Linked DNA regions of Sus scrofa: region 1 is linked to region 2. Evidence: chromatin contacts called from public HiChIP or PLAC-seq data. All regions are on one chromosome and are shown on one strand. Each heading gives the region's core, a stretch centred on a gene start, on an enhancer-like site or on the middle of the called end of the contact. The rest is flanking DNA. Distances are from core to core; before and after follow the strand shown. Region 1 has its middle 3.4 kb from the start of ZNF692. Region 2 overlaps RNF187 (E3 ubiquitin-protein ligase RNF187).

Evidence for each region. HiChIP or PLAC-seq counts read pairs in DNA pulled down with a chosen protein or histone mark.
Region 1: an H3K27ac HiChIP or PLAC-seq map of alveolar macrophages shows a contact between it and region 2. The contact joins two enhancer-like sites. A contact is called at or near these places in 1 of 47 Hi-C or Micro-C datasets (liver) and 1 of 2 datasets of contacts at active chromatin or transcription factors (alveolar macrophages).

Annotation. Positions count from the first base shown.
Region 1 is chr2:52,282,734-52,287,785 of Sscrofa11.1, reverse strand. No RefSeq gene overlaps it. Among named protein-coding and RNA genes, the nearest start is that of ZNF692, 3.4 kb to the left of the region's middle. Within about 2 kb of position 3,700, at least 77 of the 83 cell types and tissues checked have an H3K27ac peak or open chromatin away from gene starts, as enhancers often do. A contact at or near this core is called in alveolar macrophages and liver, where this site is marked.
Region 2 is chr2:51,660,374-51,665,530 of Sscrofa11.1, reverse strand. All of the region lies in intron 6 of RNF187 (E3 ubiquitin-protein ligase RNF187), which reads left to right. Among named protein-coding and RNA genes, the nearest start is that of RNF187, 30 kb to the left of the region's middle. Within about 2 kb of position 3,645, at least 52 of the 83 cell types and tissues checked have an H3K27ac peak or open chromatin away from gene starts, as enhancers often do. A contact at or near this core is called in alveolar macrophages and liver, where this site is marked.

The DNA of each region.
Region 1 (5,052 bases), core at 2,451-4,950, 620 kb before region 2:
TCTGTGACTGTGAAGCCACACATAACTGGTTTTTCCCCCTCCTCACTAACTCCATCTTTCCTTTGTTGGATACTCATTCCTGTCCCAGCAAAACAGACTGAGGGTCCCCTGGCTTGAGCTGGGGCCCTGGATCAAGTCTTCTCTTCTGGATCAGTTTTTCTCTTTTCTTTCTTCTTGTTTGATCTGTTTGGTGCCATGGCTTTAAATATACTGATGAGGAGCTCCCTTCATGGCTCAGTGGTTAACGAATATGACTAGGAACCATGGGGTTGCAGGTTCGATGCCTGGCCTTGCTCAGTGGGTCAAGGATCCAGCGTTGCCGTGAGCTGTGGTGTAGGTTGCAGACGTGGCTCCGATCCCATGTTGCTGTGGCTCTGGTGTAGGTAGGTGGCTGCAGCTCCGATTGGACCCCTAGCCTGGGAACCTCCATATGCCACAGGAGTGGCCCAAGAAACGGCAAAATGACAAAAAAAAAACAAAAACAAAAACAAACAAAAAAAAACACTGATGACTTTCAGATTGTATCTCCAGCTGAGCTACAGACTCAGATATCTAACTACCTGCTTTACTCTACACTGATAACTGAGTTTAGACCTTAGTGCCAGATAGTGACAAAGAGGGCGGTGGCAAAAGCTAGTTGATATTTTCTCAAACATGACTGTGGCCAACAAATAACACTTAACAAACCTTGCCCCCTCTCCTATCTCAGTAAATGTTGCCATCCACCCACTTGTTCAGAACAAAAATTTAGGAATCAACCTTGACTATTCTGTGATACCAACACCATATATATCAGCTAGTCCTGCTGATACTATCTGCAAAAACATCTTGAATCCAGTCACTTGTGGCCCTCTCCATCCATGGCTAAAATATTACTCTGAGTCACCTATTTAGTTTTCTGTGGTTCATGTAACATCACCACAAACTTGGTGGCTAAAAACTGAAGAAATGTTTTCACTCATAGTTGTGGAGGCCAGAAGTCTTAGTATCAAGGTGTCATCAGGGCCATTACCCCTAGAAGGGTTCCAGGGGAAAATTCTTTCCTGTAGCTTCTAGTGGTGACCAGGCACTCCCAGACCTGTGGCCATATCACTCTAAACTCATTGCTAGCACCACTACTTCCACTTTTGTCTGTATAAAATCTTCCTCTGCTTCTCTCTCACACTGTCTTTCATTCCTTTCTTTCTTACAGGGCCATGACTGTCACAAATGGAAGTTCACAAGATAGGGGTTGAATCAGAGCTACAGCTGCCAGCCTACACCAGTGCCACAGCAATACTGGATCTGAGCCATGTCTGTGACCTACACCATAGCTCATGCCAACACCAGAACCTTAACCCACTGAGGCCAGGGATCAAACCCACATGCTCATGGATACTAGTCATATTTGTTACCACTGGGCCATAATGGGAACTCCCTGCTTCTCTTTTATAGGTACATGTGTGAAGGCATTTGGACCTACCTGAATAAACCAAGTAATTTCCCCATCTCAATATCGTAAAAGAATCATATCTGCAGATTGTTTGCCAGCTCAATCTGCTTCCTTCCGCTCTCACCTTCACAAAGCAGGGAGGATCAAATCTCTTGCTTAAAACCTTTCAGTGGTCACCAGTGCAATATAGCCTTACCATGACCTCAAGGCCTATATGATCCGGCCCTTGGCTTCTTCTCTGGCCTCCCATACCTTTCCTCATTTTGTCTACTCTGTCTTACTATTCCCAACTTATTGTTATTTCTCAAGTTTGCTAAACATGTTAGAGAGAATTCCTTCTCTCTGGAGTACCCATCCCCAGCTCTTCATGGGGTCCTTTCTTATATACCTCAGTTCCAAGATAACCCACTCAGAAGGATCATTTTTGTCCTTCTCTGCCCCACTGTGAACTCCTCTATCACCTTCAGAGCACTCACTGTGCTCTGAAATCATTTTAGGAACTAATTTTGTGTGCTTATTGTTGGCTATCAGAAGTTTCTCCTCCATGGCCTAAACAGCCTAAATGACATGTTATCCAATGATAAGCTATCCTTAGGATGAACCCAGTATGTCCTGCTCATACCATACTGTTGAATTATGGTACCAATCACTTAATATGATACTTAGCTGCCTAGTATAAGTTTAGAAGAAAGATCACCAACCCTATTCCACAAATTTTACTTATTAATTAAAGCCCTTCATTAATCAAAAGAGCAGGACTCCATAGGGTAAGGAATAAAGAAAAAAACTTTATTATTTCACCTCATGGTCCCTAAATAGACATCTGCAAAATCCTAGTTCCTCTATCCTGTGGATGAAATCACAAGCAGTTTCCATAATTCTCATTCTTAGGTAATAACAAGTTCTTGAGACACAAGAACACTTTTGGTTCTCTCAGTCTCACATCATTCAAAAATAATAAAACTCTAAACTCCAATAACCCTCTCCCCAGAAAATCCTTTTTTTTTTTCTCTCAGCGTCTCAGTTTCTTACATTTAAGTAAAGGATGAGCCCCAGGTATCTCTAAATAGTCACCCTCCTTTGAAAATCCTGAAGAGAAGCACTAACTTCTTTGGCATGGACAGGAAAGGGAGATTGTGTATTTTTGTTCTGTGGTTAGTGCACTAACCAATCAGACTAAAAGAGTTCCATTTCATCACTTTGTTTCAAAAGCTAGGATTAAATTTAAGTTTTTGTAGCTTTATCTCTGTTGAATTACACAGAGTTTACAGCCTCTTGAAACTGCAAATTCTTTTTTACAGGTTAAGTTCCCAAGTCTCCCCATGAAGAACTTGTGAGCTTCTTGTAGAAGTCCACCTGGGGTTCTTTTAAATACGTGATTATATTTATCCTCATGACAATTACACTTCTTGGACTCTAAATGGCACCCTAGCCTCTTTATCTTCCGCCTTGGGAAAAGACAAATCTAGTAATATTGTTGTACCCTCTGAGTTCTCAGTATCTTGTCTCCAAACAGCAAAACCACCTTCCACTCCCTTGGTCCAAGAAGAGATGGGCCAAATTGCTACAGCATTGTAATTAATCTGCTGCTCGGAAATCCTGAGAAGACTCAGTTGGAGTGGAGAAGGAGCCCTCCACAGCAGTTTAAGACCTAAACTGTGAGGCCCAGACCATCAGACTTGCTCAGACCCCATCTCTGCACAAGGCCTCCCGGCCCTTTGTCTCCCCCTTATTTAATCAGTCTGCATCTGTTTTCTCCAGCCAATTAGCCTCTCCAGGAGCGCAATGGCGGTTGCCCTCTGTGACGACATGTGGGCGGGGCAGGACGGTATATAAGAGACTCCCCACGCCTCTTCTCCAGTGGCTGAGTAGGCCACCCGCCCTGCCCTTGGTGATTTAGCTTCCAGCCTGGGAGGGCGGAGGACATGACTGAGAAGGAATCTGGCAGCCTGAAGACTTACGGACGCGAATGTTGCAGCAGCAGGGGTGTTTTTCGCCTTCCGGGCAGGGTGAGCGGGAGCAGCAAGCCATTCGCCTCCGGTCGCGGGGCGACATTACGTTCCAGGTGCTGAAGCAGCAGCTGTCCAGCGACGCTGTGGTCGTACTGCATGTGGTGGAGCGGGACCTCTTCAACCAGATCGCGCGTGGGATGACCCGGCTCAGGCGGGAGGGCTTGGACGTGCGCAGCGAGCGCCGGGCCGCTGGTAGTGCTGTAATCCGCGTCGCGCTCGGGTCGCTCCTGTCTGGGAGAGCTGCGCTTCGTGCCCGCGCGTCCTCCTTCCTAGCGCGTGGCCGGCGGGTGTCCCGCGCCCTACCCGCCGTGGTCCGGAGGAGCAGGTTCTGCCTGAGGTCCCCCTGGAACAGGCTCGGTTGCCAAATGCTTGAGGAAAATCGCGGATTTACAGATATAGCTCGGTTATCATCCAGGCTGTAGCAGAGATACGTGCACCTGGGCCTTTGATGTGTTACAGAAGAAATTAAGGTGTTTCCAGAGTAAATACCCAGGAAAGGAAGAAACGTTTAAAAATCAGATGTCATGGGCTCAGGAAAATGTCCAAGCAAACATGGGAAGTTAGAATCCAGGCACCTAGAACACTCCTTGGTAAAGATGCCTCACCACCTGGTAAAGATGGAAATAAAGGGAAATCTGACTTGCTCTCAGTAGAACTTGGTTTTTATGTCCTGCTTTGTGGAGTGCAGGTCTTCTTCACTGACTAGATGTGGTGGGTAAGGAAAGCTGAGACAAAGATAGGGTTCCTCCGATAGATGAAGTGCCCTGTCTTCTCCCCTCCATCCCCAGTACAGTATTTCTCATCTTCATCTCCTGTACCAGGCCTTTTGTACTGTTGCACTTGTATATTCAAATGGAGATGAGAAGTGAAGAAGCCAGGAGAGCAAGTAGAGGGTGCTGACAAAACACTATCCACCTAAGCTAGGCTACTAGGGGAAAAGAAGCCCAAGATGGGGAACGAGGGCAAGAAAGAGTCTCCACTACAACTTCCCCAGGTTCCAGTGGCCCCTACATTTTTCTTCTGCTATTTCCTGACAAGCTCCCTAGAATTCCCTGCTGCTTTCATCTCATCATGTTCTACTAACCGTGTTTGTTCTTTCACTTTGTGTTTGCTCTCATTCCTGTTTTATTCTCTCCATTTACTGTCATTTCTTCTGTTTTATTTCTAACTACCTCCTTTTCTTCTGGCTCTCAATGCATGTTCTTGGCCCAGTTGTCTGTTTTCTGCCCTTTTCCTTGCCTCAGTCTTTAATCTTTCTTCCTCTGTACCTAGAAAGTTTTACATTTGGGCCAAAAATGGATCCAACCAATCCTCTACAGCCATCTTCCAGCATCAGGTTTTTAATACAAAGAATTTGAGAGTTACCAAAATTCTGAAGTCATTTCTCCTAGTTCTGTTCTTGTTGCATTCTTCTTCTGATCTGTTCAATCCACTCACCAGATCATATTTGGATGGTTCCCAAAATGAGCCATCTCTCCTTTTTGCCACCCACTAGCACCTAGTAAATATTGCCCTCCTCAGACTGCCTATTCAACTGGTGAGACATGAAGCCACTTCCAGCAGTGAGAACTGGGAAACATGATTGGGATTCCCTCATATGTCTTCAGT
Region 2 (5,157 bases), core at 2,396-4,895:
TGCCGATTCTGTTGTCCTTTCCTCATGGAGTCAGGTCAGTGTTTTGGTGTCTGTGTGTGATCAGTCAAGTGAAGCATGGCCTATGGGGGGATGTGGGAGGCTTCCTGAGTCCCTAGCCTCCCTTGGGTCCATTGCATCTGCATGCTGACTCCCCACAGGGCTGGTCTTATCCTGCAGCCACTCAGGAGATAGAGCTATAGAACCCAAAGCCCCTGCCCCACATCAAAAGGTCAGACCACCCAGTGTGGCCCATGACCCTAGGCACAGACACTCCTATCAGGCAGAGTGCCCAAGGGTTCAGAGGTCACCTCCTGGTAGTTGACTAGACAATACAGTATGTGCTACTCTATGATGTGGTAATTCCAACCCTGGGTTGGAGTGCCAAAGAAATGACAGCATGGTTCTACGAAGTGGCATGTTCAGGACAGTTACTGAAACTTGTTTGTAGCATCAAGAGGTTGGAGGTGACTCAGATCCCTGTTACTGAGGTAGCAGAAAGGTGGCCATGGGGGATGCCAGTATGGGAGCAGTGCAGTGGAATTGGTTCTGCTACACAACATAGGACAGGGGTGCCCCGACATGCTCTGCATGACCAAGAGGTGTGGAGAACTCCAGAGAAGGTGGTCTGCTGATAGTGTTCTCCCTGCAGATGCAGCTTTTTCAAAGAGTATGACCTGCTGGGAAGGGTGGGACAGGCCTCAGGGCTATTGCCAGTGCTGAGGTAGGCCAGAGCTCTGTGCACACCTGTGGACTGATGCCCATCCTCCTGTCATTTTTAATAGGATATCCGCCTAGCTCAGCCCTGCCGCAGGTTGGGGGGTAAAGGGGGGGGGTCATGGAACACAAGAACTACCCACAGCTTTTTGACAAGAATACTGTTGTCACTTTTCTGCCACCAGTGGACAGGCTGGGGACCACCTGGTGCTGGGAATGGTTTTCTCAGGTGAGATGGTGGGGCTTATAAAAAAAAAAAATCCTCCTCCACTGAACCAAGTGTCTCATGGCCACAGTCAATACAGACAGGTGGAGTGGTAGATGTTTGCAGTGTTCAGACCAATGTGGTTCATACCGACAATGCAAGAAACTCCCACAAATCATGAAGAGCCAAAAGTGGCTGGAGTAAGATAACATGGCAGAGATATGGACAAACAAGTGCATAAGAGGAGCCAGAGGGCTCAGAAACCCAGAAGGAGAAGCTTAAACTCTAGTTTTTGGAGCAGAAAAATTACACGCCCAGGGAGTAATGACTCACTGTTGAGATGGAGATGGGAAAGCTGCCACCCTTTGTCCCTTGCCCTTCTGCTGGGTTCTGCGCCACTGCTACCAGATGTTATGAGATTTAGGGCATAATGACTCTGGACCCAGTGGTCCCACTCCCATGTGTTTGTTCCTTAGTCTTCACCAGGCCCACAGGAGGATCCTCAGGCCAACTTGGGCATCTTTTGCACTACTGTCTTGGGGTGGGCAGGGCAAGTGCCAGTGGTCCTTACTGGGGGAGGTGGAAGGTCAAGTGGGTGATGGAGGCTACAGAGCATGCAGAAGCCCTGAGATAGAGAGGAGCTGGACAGACATGGTAAAACTTAAGTCATGGAGCTGTGGCGTCATGCTGCAAAGTATAAGATGCAATACTGTTTACCTAAACTTAATGTGTGCACGTGGAACACTTCAAGATGATAAATGGAACCCATTAGTGTGATTTCCTATGGAACAGGGAATAGCACCAAACAAAAAGTAAAGAACCAAGGTAACAGGACTGTGGGGTGGAAAATGGGAAAGGGAGATTGTTTGGTTGTCCTGGGACCACCCTAACTTAGGACTTCACATTGGAGAAGAAAGTTGGGTTCCAGAGTACTTAAGGCCACTCTGGGGTTTCTGTGGTGGCTACCTAGTTCTGTAACTAGTTCCATATCAAATTTGGGTGTCTGGGTGTGTGTGAAAGGATCCTTAGAAGTTTTGGAATGTTAAGGTGGTATGCATCCTAGAAAAAGGGGTGCCCCTGCAATAAATAAACCATTAAACCTGCACAAATTAATGTGCAGGCTCACTGATTTGATCTTGGGGAATCAGTAGTTCTCTCTAGCCACACTCATTCAGATTTCAAGAGACCTTCCTCCAGACTGTTTTTGAGATCTTTGGGAGCTGTGCCCTCCCACCTTGGAGTGTCTTCATTTCTTTTTGCTCTCTCCATTGAGCCCCAGTAATGGCAGCTTCAAAGCCCTCTGCCCTGGACGTCCTTGCTTTGTCCTCCCCCAGGTGTGGGAAGAGTGGAGGCAACTGTTCTTACATCAGGTCCAAAAATGGCCCCAGGGCACAATTAGTGCTTTCTCAAGGGAAGACTATTGCCTGTGAGGGGATGAAAGGCTACAACTTAGCTAACAGTTGAAATTACTCAGAGAGACTCCCACAGGTTCATGCTGGGGGCAGAGAAGCAGTAAAACACTGCAGGTGCTCCAGAGGCATCCCCTACTGTTCCCACAGGTCAGGTGGTACAAAGTTATGGTGCTTCATTTCCTAACAGAATTTTAGTCCATTGAGAGGCAGGTAATTTAAATGGGACCAAGATCTTGAAGTCTTTTTTTTCTATTGAGAGCTGCACCTGTGGCATAATGGAAGCTACCTAGCTAAGGGGGTCGAATTGGAGTTAAGATGCTGACCTACACTGCAGTTTGTGTGGCAACTCGGGGTCCTTAACCCAGGGATGGAACCTGCATCCTCACAGACACTGTCGGGTTCTTAACATGCTGAACCACAACAGGAGCTTTTTTTTGGGGGGGGGGCTCAGAATTTTAAAAATTTATTCATATCTTTAAATTTTTAAAATTCTTCGTTCCTGAAGAAGGATGTGCTTGTCACTTCTACTTGACAAGTCTTTGAAATATTTATAAAACTAGAAATGCCAGTTAAACACTGTCATCAATACAACAAATGATGGGGTAAAACAGGATTAAATTCACAAGCTAGAGTAACAATTGAAAGGCGTCTTTGGCAAAGGAGAGGTTGCTTGTGTCATTTGTGAAAAACGAGACAAATTTGAAGAAACCCAACTATTGTAAAAGTTCTCAATCCCACTGAATTCATTCAGTGACAGATAGTGTCTCTTCCTCTGCGGGAGCAACTACTCCAGGTTGCCTTTGCCACAGACTCCTTTCTTGGTTAACTGTGAAGATTGTCTCCACTGTTAGGCTCCAGGACATCACTTTTCCGCTTCCTGAAGCATATCAGTCTGTGGGAGCGTCCCCAGCTATCTCAATCCGGGACTAGGCTGAGCTCAATGCCAACTGTGCCTGAGAACTGGCCACCAGCGCGTCCTGCCTTCCAGGGTTTGGCGCCCAGCAGTAAGATGATACTCTTGGGCAAGGCCCGCCTGGAGCCCTCTAGGCCACCTCCCGTTAGGGATATCTCGCGCTACAACCCCGCCCCCCGTCCCCCGCCCCGCCTCTGTGCCACCAGCATCGTGGGAAAGCTGAAGGTAAATTAGGACTGAGGAGTGTGGCCGAGCCAAAATGCCCCTTCCCCTGCCTTCCAGCTGGCAGAGGCTACCGAGCAGACCCTGTGAGTCTGGGGAGGCGACCATCAGTGAAGACGTACATGTCCCGGCGCTTGGAATACGAAGCTGCACTTCCGCCCCAAAGTTATATGTAAATGAAGTGACTTTCTAGGTCTCGTCTGATTGGACAAACTGAAGGGCATAGCAGCCAATGGGGCTGCGAGGTTGCAGAGCGCCTTTATCCCATTGGCGGTTGCAGCATGCGGCAGTGCTCACCCGGGTATAAAACCTCGCCCGCCATTGGCACAGAGGAGTCTGGCTGCCAAAGCAGGGTGGTGAGGCGCGCGCGTCCTACTTTTAGCCATCCGCAGCGACCTAGAGCTCAACAAGCTGCTAGGCTACCGCGCAGTATAGAGTCCTGCCCAGTAATCAGGATTTGCTGCTGCGACACCAAAGGGCCCTGCAATATCAAAGGCTGTTTTCAGAGCCACTCGGATGGTCAGAAGAGCTATGATATAGCATTCTCTCTTTGCTCTGTCCTTATCTTCGCTTGCCACTATGCAGCTGAAGTCTGAGGTGAGATAAGTGCACAAGCTGGCAATGGTCCTGGCCCTTAAGTAGGGAAGGTGTGCCTATCACTGTTGGCCACAGCAGGCACTCTGGACCTGGGCCATGCGGCGAGTTGTGCGCCTTAGTTCTCTGCAAGAACGCTGTATGGGGTTGGAGACATGTATGGGCTTCTTATAGCAGGGGTGTGAAATGGTTTTCCAGGGTGCTACCCAAGGGATACCCTCTGGAGTCTGGGCCCCTTTGGTGTGCAGAAGGCCCCCTGCTGGGTACATAAGTCATCCCTAGGAAAGAGCTTGGCTCAGTGCAGACTTAGCCTGGGTTCTACCCTCCTAACTGCTTCACGCAGACTTTTATCTCCAAAGCTTTTAATGCCCTTATCTAGAACATAAAACTTTCTGGGGAGTTCCCGTCGTGGCGCAGTGGAAACGAATCCGACTAGGAACTATGAGGTTGTGGGTTCAATCCCTGGCCTTGCTCAGTGGGTTAAGGACCCGGTGTTGCTGTGAGCTGTGGTGTAGGTCAGCTGCCGTAGCTCTGGGGTAGCAGAAGTGGCTTGGATCCCGCATTGCTGTGGCTGTGGTTTAGGCCAGCTGTCGTAGCTCTGAGTATACCCCTAGCCTGGAAACCTCCATATGCCGCGGGTGCAGCCCTAAAAAGACAAAACAAAAAAACTTTGTTAGATTGTTCAGGACACACTACCAACAAACATGGCACCTTTGCAAGTTGAATATCTTAAGCTTGAGAAATGACAAAGTTAGAGAAAATGGCAGAATCAGGAAGGTCACTCTCACTTGCCCCTGCCTCATCCTTCTATTCTGAAACAAGACATAAACCCTCGAGAGGTGCCCTACTTATACTGGGAGGAAAGGAGCATCCTTATTTCCAAAGGCAAAGGGACTCTGACACGAATCTGAACAAACAGTCCTTGCTTAGTTTTTTGCAGTTCACAACACTTAACCTCCTTACCTGTCATATTTCTCCACAAATATCTGTTCTTCATACCCAGCAATAAGTACTCAAGTCTGAGGAAAACCTTTCCTTCCCCTTTGATTGACTTACCTTTATTTCTCCACTGTGTTGTAAACTACACTACCGAGAAC